Regions from separate parts of the Sus scrofa genome. Here region 2 is linked to region 1. Evidence: chromatin contacts called from public Hi-C data. All regions are on one chromosome and are shown on one strand. Each heading gives the region's core, a stretch centred on a gene start, on an enhancer-like site or on the middle of the called end of the contact. The rest is flanking DNA. Distances are from core to core; before and after follow the strand shown. Region 1 holds the start of DHX16 (DEAH-box helicase 16). Region 2 has its middle 38 kb from the start of IER3.

The links. Hi-C and Micro-C count contacts between places; a contact is called where the count stands out from the background.
Region 2: a Hi-C map of alveolar macrophages shows a contact between it and region 1, with 2.6 times the contacts expected there. The contact joins the enhancer-like site here to the promoter of DHX16 in region 1. A contact is called at or near these places in 12 of 47 Hi-C or Micro-C datasets (alveolar macrophages, embryonic fibroblasts, fetal heart ventricle and 8 more) and 2 of 2 datasets of contacts at active chromatin or transcription factors (alveolar macrophages and skeletal muscle).

What each region holds. Positions count from the first base shown.
Region 1 is chr7:23,205,767-23,210,993 of Sscrofa11.1, forward strand. DHX16 (DEAH-box helicase 16) reads right to left here and starts at 2,107. Exons shown (of 20, transcript NM_001123106.1): 1 at 1,901-2,107; 2 at 1-169. The coding sequence starts at 2,107.
Region 2 is chr7:23,302,156-23,307,382 of Sscrofa11.1, forward strand. No RefSeq gene overlaps it. Among named protein-coding and RNA genes, the nearest start is that of IER3, 38 kb to the left of the region's middle. Within about 2 kb of position 2,201, at least 5 of the 83 cell types and tissues checked have an H3K27ac peak or open chromatin away from gene starts, as enhancers often do. A contact at or near this core is called in alveolar macrophages, where this site is marked.

The sequences.
Region 1 (5,227 bases), core at 857-3,356:
TCCGTTTTTTCCGCTTCTTCTGGAGACTGCTCCCAGCCCTGCCTACAGCCTCCTCACTGCTCTCCTCACTGTCCTCCAGCAACCTGTAGGATCGGTTCTTTTCCAGCAAGGCTCGGGCCTCTCGCTCAGCTGCCCGAGCTGGCTTTTCTGCCACTGCCTTCCGTGGGACCTGTCAGAAGAGGAGAAGACAAGGGGGTGTGGGCAACTCCCGATCCCTGCCTACCTACTCAGCCCTGCTCCTAATTTAAGGAGTAATTTGTTTTTTGTTTTTTTTGGTCTTTTGAGGGCCGCACCTGAGGCATATGGAGGTTCCCAGGCTAGGGGTCCAATCAGAGCTACAGCTGCCGGCCTATACCACAGCCACAGCAACACGGGATCCGAGCCACGTCTATGATCCATACCACAGCTCATGAATCCTTAACCCACTGAGCGAGGTCAGGGTTCGAACCCGCATCCTTGTGGTTGCCAGTCAGAGTCGTTAACCACTGAGCCATGACGGGAACTCCAGGAGTAACTTGATCTTCAACTGGCCTTCATTCTCTCCCTTCCCCAAGACCTTGCACCAGGCCCACCTGCCTGAATGGGACCGCTCAGCTTCTAAACTTCTTTTCAGTAATTCATTTAACAAACATTCATTAAAGCCTGTCCTGTGCACCCACTGCTAGGCATTAGGGATACTGGGATACATTAAGAGAAAAATCCTTATCCTCATGGAGTTTACATTCTCAAACAGTTCTCAACTGTTCTGCCTCCCTTCTTTCCAATGACTAAGTCATTCCCATACAAGGGAGTTCCAGTTGTGGTCAGTGGTTAATGACTCTGACTGGCAACCATGAGGATGCGGGTTCGACCCTGGCCTCGCTCAGCGGGTTAAGGATATGGCGTTGCCTAGAGCTGTGGTGTAGGTTACAGACGTGGCTCAGATCCTGTGCTGCTGTGGCGTAGGCCAGCAGCTGTAGCTACAATTGGATCCCTAGCCTGGGAACCTCCATATGGTGCAGGTGCAGCCCTGAAAAGATGAAAGACAAAAAAAAAAAAAAAAAAAAATGTCATTCCAACACAAGGACTGACAAACTGACAAGGATTGTTTTGCAGAAGCCTGTCACGTGCCTGGCACTGTACCAGACTCCAAGGATACAGTGGTGAACAGATTAACAAAAAGCCCTGACCCTCACATCACAATGTTCTAATTTCATCTCTCACTAAGCACCTTGTAGGACGGATGCATCAGGTTATCTGCCATCCTGTAAACAAGCTCAATACTTTCATTCTTTTTTCTTTTTAGGGGCACACCTGTGGCATGTAAAGTTCCCAGCCGGGCTAGGGTCTAATGGGAGCTATTGCTGCCGGCCTGAACCACAGTCACAGAAAGGGAGGATCTGAGCCGGTGTCTGCTACCTACACAACCCACGGCAACACTGGATCCTTTAACCCACTGAGTGAGGCCAGAGATGGAACCTGTGTCCTATTAGTCGGGTTTGTTACCGCTGAGCCACGACAGGAACTCCCCACACATTTCTTCTATAACCGCACTACTCAAGGTGTGGTCTGTGGACCATCAGCATCACCTGGAAACTTGTTAGATTTCGAAATGAAGAAACGAAGAATCCTTTCCAGACCTACTGAATTAGAAGCAGCATTTTAACAAAAGCTCTAGAGGAATCCTACACCTGTTAAAAGTTTGAGAACACTGCTCTATACCGCTTAACCCAACGTACTTAAGCCGTCCTCAACCCGCAGGCGATAACGGACAAAGGATAAACGCCTGTTAACTGAGTTAACTTAATTCTCCAAACGCGCGTCCAGCCCAGCCTCACTGGGACAAACAACCTGGGGACCCCTTCCCTGCTCCACCCCCTCTCCTATTTCTCCCACGCCGGGGCCCCGCCCCTCTAGGCACCTTGTTCCAGAGTTTCAGGGCGAAGTCCCGGGCTGGCCCGCTGAGGTCCAGGGTATCAGTGTCTCGCAGGCGCTGCACAAACTCTTCCGCAGAGGCGCAGCGCTGTGCGGTACCGATCAGGAACTGGGCCACGTGCCGCTCGCTCAGCCCCAGCACCGAGTGCAGCTCGTCCTGCACCCAGCGCTCCAGCCCAGCCGGCGTCGCCATGGCGACCTATGCTCCTTATTCCTGGCCCTGAAAGTATCTCCAGCAGCCACGCTGGCGACCGGGCGGGTCGGAGGCCTGGAGCCCCGGGCTGGAACCTCTCCTCCCCAAAGAAGCTGCCTTAGCACTTCGGGGTTCGGTTGCTGACAGTCCAAAGCAATCTTCCCGGACCCCGGAGGCCGGAAGTGGTCCACTTTTCCGGCCTAAGCACTACGGTGGCTGAACGGGCCCAAATCTCGCGGAAGTGTACGGGATAAAAGTTTCATTTCCTCCCTTAGTTAATCTCTCTGCCTCCCCCACCACGTTGGTGATTTGTAGGTATTTCATTCAGCAAATGCTAAGATCCTAATATGCGTTAGGTACAGTTTCAGTCCCCGGGGATATAGCAAAAATCAATCCGAAACGAATCCCGTGATGAATTTACAGAGGCTGCGGGGGAGGGGGAAATTTACATGTAAATTAAACATGTAGGAGTTCCCGTGGTGGCGCAGTGGTTAACGAATCCGACTAGGAACCATGAGGTTGCGGGTTCGGTCCCTGCCCTTGCTCAGTGGGTTAACGATCCGGCGTTGCCGTGAGCTGTGGTGTAGGTTGCAGACGCGGCTCGGATCCCGTGTTGTTGTGGCTCTGACGTAGGCCGGTGGCTACAGCTCCAATTCGACCCCTAGCCTGGGAACCTCCATATGCCGCGGGAGCGGCCCAAGAAATAGCAAAAAGACAAAAAAATAAAAAAATAAAATAAACATGTAAATTCTATGAAACCAAAAATAACGCAAGGTTTGTGAGTGTGTGTTTGCGGGAGGGCGGTGAAGTCCATTTCAAATTAGAAGATCGGTCCACTTATTACAGATTCGCCCGTGCTGATTAGGAGTGACCTTTGCTAGGACTGATACTTTCTGCAGAAATGAATATAGGTTAAGCATAAGGCAGGACTCTAGGTAGGAAGAAATTTGGGATCTGAAGGAAAAAACTCAGTGCCTTCTCAGAAAGTTATTTTAGAAGATCTCCAAACTAATGCACAAAATGTATTTTGCTTTTTTTTTCTTTCCTGACAGCTTGAGAGATTGATCAGTGGCTACTTAATTTTTTTTGGCCACGCCCAAGGCATTTGGAAGTTCCCTGTGCCTGGATCTAACCTGCTGCACAGCAGTACAAGGCCAGATCCTCACCCGCTCGAATCAGGGAACTCCACCGTCTGCTTAACTTCATTTTTCATCGATTTTTAGGTCCATACTCGCGGCATATGGAGGTTCCCAGGCTAGGGGTCAATCGGAGCCACAGCTGCCGGCCTGCACCACATCCCCAGCAACGCTGGATCCAAGCCGCGTCGGTGACCTATGCCACAGCTCAGGACAACGCCAAATCCTTAACCCACTGAGCGAGGCCAGGGATCAAACCGCAATGGTTTCTAGTCGGATTGTTTCTGCTGCGCCACAGCGAGGAACTCCAAGCGCTGCTTAATTTTAAATAAGCAGAACTTGTTGCTTGACTTTGCTATCTGACCTCTTTTTGATACTGCTTCATACTTTTACAATTAATCGGATTTATCAGACACAACTGTTGGGAAACAAAACATTTCTTATTCCAATTAACAGCCACAGGTAGCTCCACATCATTGATTTCTTGGATCACTGTTTTCTGTTTCTAAAATGAACCCTAGGCACCCCTGGCATCTCAGAGCTTTCTGCCTCTGCTTTCCTGGGTCACAGCTGATTAGGATCTTTACCAAATTAGCTGCCAGCGTTTCCCTCCATGCCCACACTCTCTCTGAAGGGGCTCATTCTTTTGACACTTTGCTTGTTCCCTTGCTAGTAAATTAAAGACTTTCAACATATGTCTAAGATCAATTTGTCTGGAGTTCCCACTGCAGCTTGGTGGGTTAATAACCTGACATAGTGTCCATGAGGATGAGGGTTCAATCCATGGCTCCATCAGTGGGTTAAAGATCCAGCGTTGCTGCAAGCTGAGGTATAGGTCTCAGATGTGGCTCAGATCTGACATTGCTGTGTGGCTGTGGTGTAGGCTAGCAGCTGCAGCTCCAATTCAACCCCTAGCCCAGGAACTACCATAAGCCACAGGTGCAGCTGTAAAAAAGAAAAAAAAAATCAACTTGTGTAACACATTTTGTTTTTAACAAAGGGGGATTCTCCTTTGACTAGGTTGGGAGAAGCATCCTCTAATGACAGGAATATAACTGCTTAGCCATGTCTTTTACTAGCCAGAACTTTAAAAAATGACCTAACAATTAAAATATAGATATTCCACATTTGTGGAAGATAGAAATTCATTGAAATGGGAAAACCTTCCTGTAACCACAACACTTGGACCACAAAGCCATGAATTATCTATGGTTCATAAAACTTTAGGAATATAAAACCCATCACCTATCAGAGGAGACCCTTTTTCAGGAATCTGAACATAAACCTGCAATTTCCGCAGATTTATTTAGTTAGTTAGTTTTTTGCCTTTTCTAGGGCCACTCATGTGGCATATGGAGGTTCCCAGGCTAGGAGTCTAATCAGAGCTGTAGCTGCCGGCCTAGGCCACAGCCACAGCAATGTGGGATCTGAGCCTTGTCTGCGACCTACACCACAGCTCATGACAACACTGGATCCTCAACCCCCTGAGCAAGGCCAGGGATCAAACCCGCAACCTCATGGTTCCTAGTCAGATTCGTTAACCACTGTGCCAAGATGGGAACTCCCCTCAGTAGATTTATTATTTATGGTCCGGAGTCTTGGAGTAAAATCCCATGGATTAGCCACTACTAATCATACACTCTCTGGCTGCTTGCATTGCACTAGGCTTCTGACCATAGTCCTTCAATTCAGAGTGTCTTTTGCCTCCAAATTTTTAGCTCTCTTTATCTATTCACTCATTTATTCAGTCATTCATTCTAGAAATAATTTTCTGTGTCCACTAGGTGCCAGGGCTGGGGATGCTAGGTAAACCCAACCAACATCGTCTGCCTTTGTGGTACTTCCAGTTTAGTGGATGCTTCCTCAAACCAGTCCTAGACTTTTTTTTTTTTTCCCTTTTTTCTTTTTTTCTATTTAGGGCCCTACCCACAGCATATGAAGTTTCCCTAGCTAGGGGTCCAGTCAGAGTTGTAGCCACCAGCCT
Region 2 (5,227 bases), core at 951-3,450, 96 kb after region 1:
TCGGATCCCGTGTTGCTGTGGCTCTGGCATAGACCAGCGGCTACAGCTCTGATTAGACTCCTAGCTTGGGAACCTCCATATGCTGCAGGAGCGGCCCAAGAAATGGCAAAAAGATCAAAAAAAAAAAAAAAAAAAAAGAAAGACATTCAGTTCAGCAGCATTAAGTACATTCACACTGTGGCCATCACCACCATCCAACTCCAGAGCTTTTACATCTTGTTCAGCTGAGGAAACTGAAATTCTGTACCCAGCAAACGGTATCTTCTCATTCCCCCCTCCCCCCAACTTCTGGCAACCACCATTCTGCTTTGTCTCTATGCATTTAATTACTCTTATAAGTGGACTCGTATAATATTTAATCATTTTGTGACTTTTTTTCTTTTTAAGGCCACACCTGTGCCATGTGGAAGTTCCCAGGCTGGGGGTCAAATCAGAGCTGCAGCTGCAGGCCTACACCACAGCTCCCAGCAACACCAGATCTGAGCCACATCTTTGACTTATGCCACAGCTTAGAGCAACACCAGATCTCCAACCCACTGAGCAAGGCCAAGGATCAAACTAGCACCCTCACAGAGACAGTATCGGGTCCTTAAGCTGCTGAGCCACAAAGGGAACTCTGCATCTTTTCACTTTCTAATTGGTGTCCTTCAAAGCGTAAAAGTTTTAAATTTTGATGAAGTCCCACATATCTATTTTTTCTCTTGTTATTTGTCATTTGGCGTCATAGCCAAGAAACCATTACTTAATCCACGGTCACAAAGATCTGAGCCCATGTTTTCTTCCAAGAGGTTAACAGTTTTGGCTCTCACTTTTAGGTCTTTGATCCATTCTGAGTTAATTTTTTTTTTAATGCACCTGTGGCATATGGAAGTTCCCTAGCCAGGGATAGAACCCATACCGCAGTTACCGCCTTTGCCACAGCTGCGGCAACACCAGATCCTTAACCTGCTGTGCCACAGGGGGGACTTCCATGATTTTCTTATATGGTGTGAGATAGGGCCTCACCTTCATTCTTTTGCATGTAGACATCAGTTGTCCCAGTGTTAGTAAGCCTTTTCACAGATGAAGAAATGGTGGAGTTCCCGTCGTGGCGCAGTGGTTAACGAATCCGACTAGGAACCATGAGGTTGTGGGTTCCGTCCCTGCCCTTGCTCAGTGGGTTGACGATCTGGCGTTGCCGTGAGCTGTGGTGTAGGTTGCAGACGCGGCTCAGATCCCGTGTTGCTGTGGCTCTGGCATAGGCCGGTGGCTACAGCTCCGATTCAACCCCTAGCCTGGGAACCTCCATATGCTGTGGGAGCGGCCCAAGAAATAGCAAAGACAAAAAAAAAAAAAAAAAAAAAAAAAAGAAAAAGAAATGGTAAGCTCCATGAGAAAAAGGAGGACAGTGCCTGGTTTTGCTCACCATTGTCTCCTCAGGATTCACTTAGCCCCATGCCTGATACATATAAGATGCTCAATAAATAGCAGGCTGAGCAAATACATATATGAGTGACAGTCCCAGAGAGGTTAAATGACTTTTGTAGGTCAGTCAGCTGAAAGTGGCCACATATTGTTCAAATCCCAGGATTTTCATTCATTTCTAATGAAGAGCTTTCATGCTTCTAAGTTTCTGAAACTTTCTCGAGTTGTCAAAAGCTCTTTACCACAGAAGCCAGATTTCTCCAAGCTTCATTTGCTGCCTCTTCCTGTGTCATTCCAATAATTCCATTGTCTGTGAACAGTCAAACTTCTCAAGCCTGGCGATCCTCAGGTCCTTTCTGCCTCTGCCTCCCCTCCGCCAGCCACAGAACCAAAGACTTCCTTCTACGGCTGTTTTATAGTTGAAAAGTTTTCCTAGATACCTAACCGCAGCTCCTGCTACACAATTTTACCATAAATCCCCATGAGTGTTTGTATCTCATGGGACAGGGTTTGGGGTGGGAGGCATTTGGGTGTGCAAGAAACTTTGTGTGCTCTGTGCTGCATGAAGCACAGCCTTCTGAAAGCCTACTGGCCTTCCCCTAGTCCTGACATGGTGCCCCCTTCGTGGACTGTGGTTCAGATTCTAGAGCTTGCCATCTAAGAGGAGAATGAAGCCAGGTGGCATAAACCCCACGTACAGAACATTTAGAAGGACTTACCTCTTTGGGGATGAGGACAAGGGAGAGCCCTAAAGAGAGAAATAGCTATGCCCTATCAAAATTTCCAAAATTAAACCCTGAACTGTAGGGGGGGGTTGAATGACCAGCCCCCACTCTGACAGTTGAGTTTGGGCTCCCCCTGTTGGACCCTTTGAAAAATAATTATTTGAACTAGTACAGGAAAAATTAAAATAATGATGGGGGGCTAAAGAAAGATTTATTGACAACTTGCTATATGTTAGACACTTTATCTATGCATCCTTGTATCCTTGTATCCTCAGAGTAATACTATAGGTGGGTTTTATCAATCCTAAGTTGCAGAGTTGGAAGCTGGAACACACCCAGAGTCACGAAGATTTGAACCCAGAGCTCTCCTGACTCCCTAAAGTCATACTCTTTCCAAGGCTCTAAGCCAGGGAAGCCGCGGCAGAAATGGCCTGCAAGGGTCTCTCTCTCCTTTCACTTCTACCAGGTCTATTGCTTGATTTGTCAAGACGTCTCAAGCGCCCAGAGATGTTCTGGGAATCCTCCAACTGTATGCTGGAGCCAGCTCAGCCGGGCTGGGGGGAGTGACTGTTAAGTATTTACTAATTTTACAAGCTGGTTGTTAAACCTTTGGTAACTGGAAATCAATTGTGGTAGGAGAGAGTATTTATACTGTGGAAACAACCAGGGATTTCCCCCAATCCCTAGTCCCCTAAACTGATTACCAGCACGTTACACTAACCGGAACTCTCCTCTAAGGTCAGCAATGCCTCTTACAGAGACTTAACTTTGAGGCCCAGACTGAGGGTTGAGGATGACAAGATCTGCCTCCAGTGGTCACAAATTTCAGCTGTAGACTGAGGAAGGATAGACAATGTGTTGGAAAATGAGGGAGTGTGGGCACATAGGAGAGAGAAAAAATATTGTTATTAACATGTAGACAAGAGTTCCTGCTGTGGAGTAGTGGGTTAAGAATCTGACTGCAGGGAGTTCCCATCATGGCTCAGTGGTAATGAATCTGACTAGTATTCATAAGGATGTGGGTTCGATCCCTGGCCTCGCTCAGTGGGTTAAAGTATCTGGCGTTGCCATGAGCTGTGGTATAGGTCCCAGATACGGCTTAGATCCCCGGTTGCTGTGGCTGTGGTGTACGTCAGCAGCAATAGCTCTGATTCAACCTCTAGCCTGAGAACTTCTTTTTAGGGCACCTTTGGTCCTAAAAAGAAAAAGGAAAAAAAAAAAGAAAAAAAGAAAGAAAGAATCCTACTGCAGCAGCTTGTGTCGCTGCTGAGGTACAAGGTTCAATTCCTAGTCTGGTGCAGCAAGTTAAAGGGTCCCGCGTTGACACAGCTGCTGTGTAGGTCACAGCTGTGACTTGGATTCAATCCCTGGCCAGGAACTTCCATATGCCATGGTTGTGGCCATTAAAAAAAAAAAGTTCCTGCTGTGAGGCAGACAGTTAATGATCTGGCTTGTCTCTGTGGAGGCTCCAGTTCCATCCCAGGCCCGGCCCAGTGGGTTAAGGATTCAGCATTGCTGCAGTTGTGGTGTAGGTCACAGCTCTGGCTTGGATTTGATTCCTGCCCTGGGAACTTCTATATGCCTCGGGGGCCACCAAAAAAGAAAAACAAACAAAAGCCATATAGGCAAGGTACTAACTTTAAAAAAAACCCTGAAACTGTAACTTTATGTTTATTTATTTTCTATTCATTATACTGTAAAAATGAAGTATAATTGACTTACATTACATTAGCACCTTTTTTTTTTTTTTTTTTCGGCTATGTTCATAGCATGTGCAAGTTCCTGGGCCCGGGATCAAACCTGCCACACAGCAGTGACCCAAGCGGCTGCAGCGATGACATTGGATCCTTAACCTGCTGCACCACAAGAGAACTCCAGCACATTTTTGTGTATGGAATGGATGAGCCACAGGGACCTGCTCTGTAGCACAGGGAAATCGACTCAATGTTCTGTGATGGCCTATACAGGAGTGGGTGTGCGTATATGTACATGTGCAGCCGAATCACTTGGCTGTATAGCAGAAATGAATACAACACTGAAAATCAACTATACTTCAATATTTATATATTTATTTAGCTTTTTAGGCCGCACCTGTGGCATATGGAGGTTCCCAGGCTAGGGGTCAAACTGGAGCTACAGCTGCTGGGCTACACCACAGCCACAGCTACGCAGGCAGGATCCGAACCCTGTCTGCGACCTGCACCACAGCTCACGGCAATGCCGGATTCTTAAGCCACTAAGCGAGACCAGGGATTCGTTTCCACTGTGCCACGACAGGAACTCCTCAACTATACTTCAATAAAATTAAAGAATTATATTAGTTTCAGGTGTACCAACATAGTGATTTGATGTTTTTATACATTACAGAATGATCATCAGCAAGTACCACCATTTATAATCACGGGGATTTGGGAGGAGGAGTTGTAGGTTGTCATTAAGTGTTTTTGCCTTTCAGAGCAGTGGAGGAGGAGAGCCAATTCATTCAGAAACAGGAAAGTGCCCTGGACTGGGGGTGGGGAGCTCTGACAGAACAGAGGAGGGGAGAGCTCTTCTGCGAAGGAAAGATGACTTTGGGCCTTGAGGTAAGGTCTTAGGGTGGGAGGCAGTTGGTGGTCAGTTCCTGACCCTGAGAGAGAGACGACAGTTGGGATCCTTTTGCACCTTCCTCCAGCAGCCCCCTCCAGGTTACCCAGGGTCGCAGGGGTCTGTGATGAGAGAACAACTCCAAGCACCAGAGCCCGCTCTGAGGACCCTCCCACTTGAGGACCTGAGTCAGGGACTTTCTCAGCTGCTTTAGATGCTGCAAAGAAACAGAAACCTCCTGTAATAAGATGAGGCACATCCTTTGAGGGGAGGCAGCTGGTGGCGGGGGGGGGGGGTATCTCCATGGGGAGAGGCAGGGACTTCCCAGCCCTGCCACATCCCCAGAGGTTTCCTTGTCCCTGTCCCTTTATGCTAATGAACAATTGAAGCTGAAGTAATCAGCACTGCAGAGACTTGGAACAATTAAATAGGACTTCCCTGAAGGCCCAGAGTTAAGGGAAAGCAGAGAATTGAGCAGCAGGTAACCAGATAATTTGCTTCATAAGACAAACACG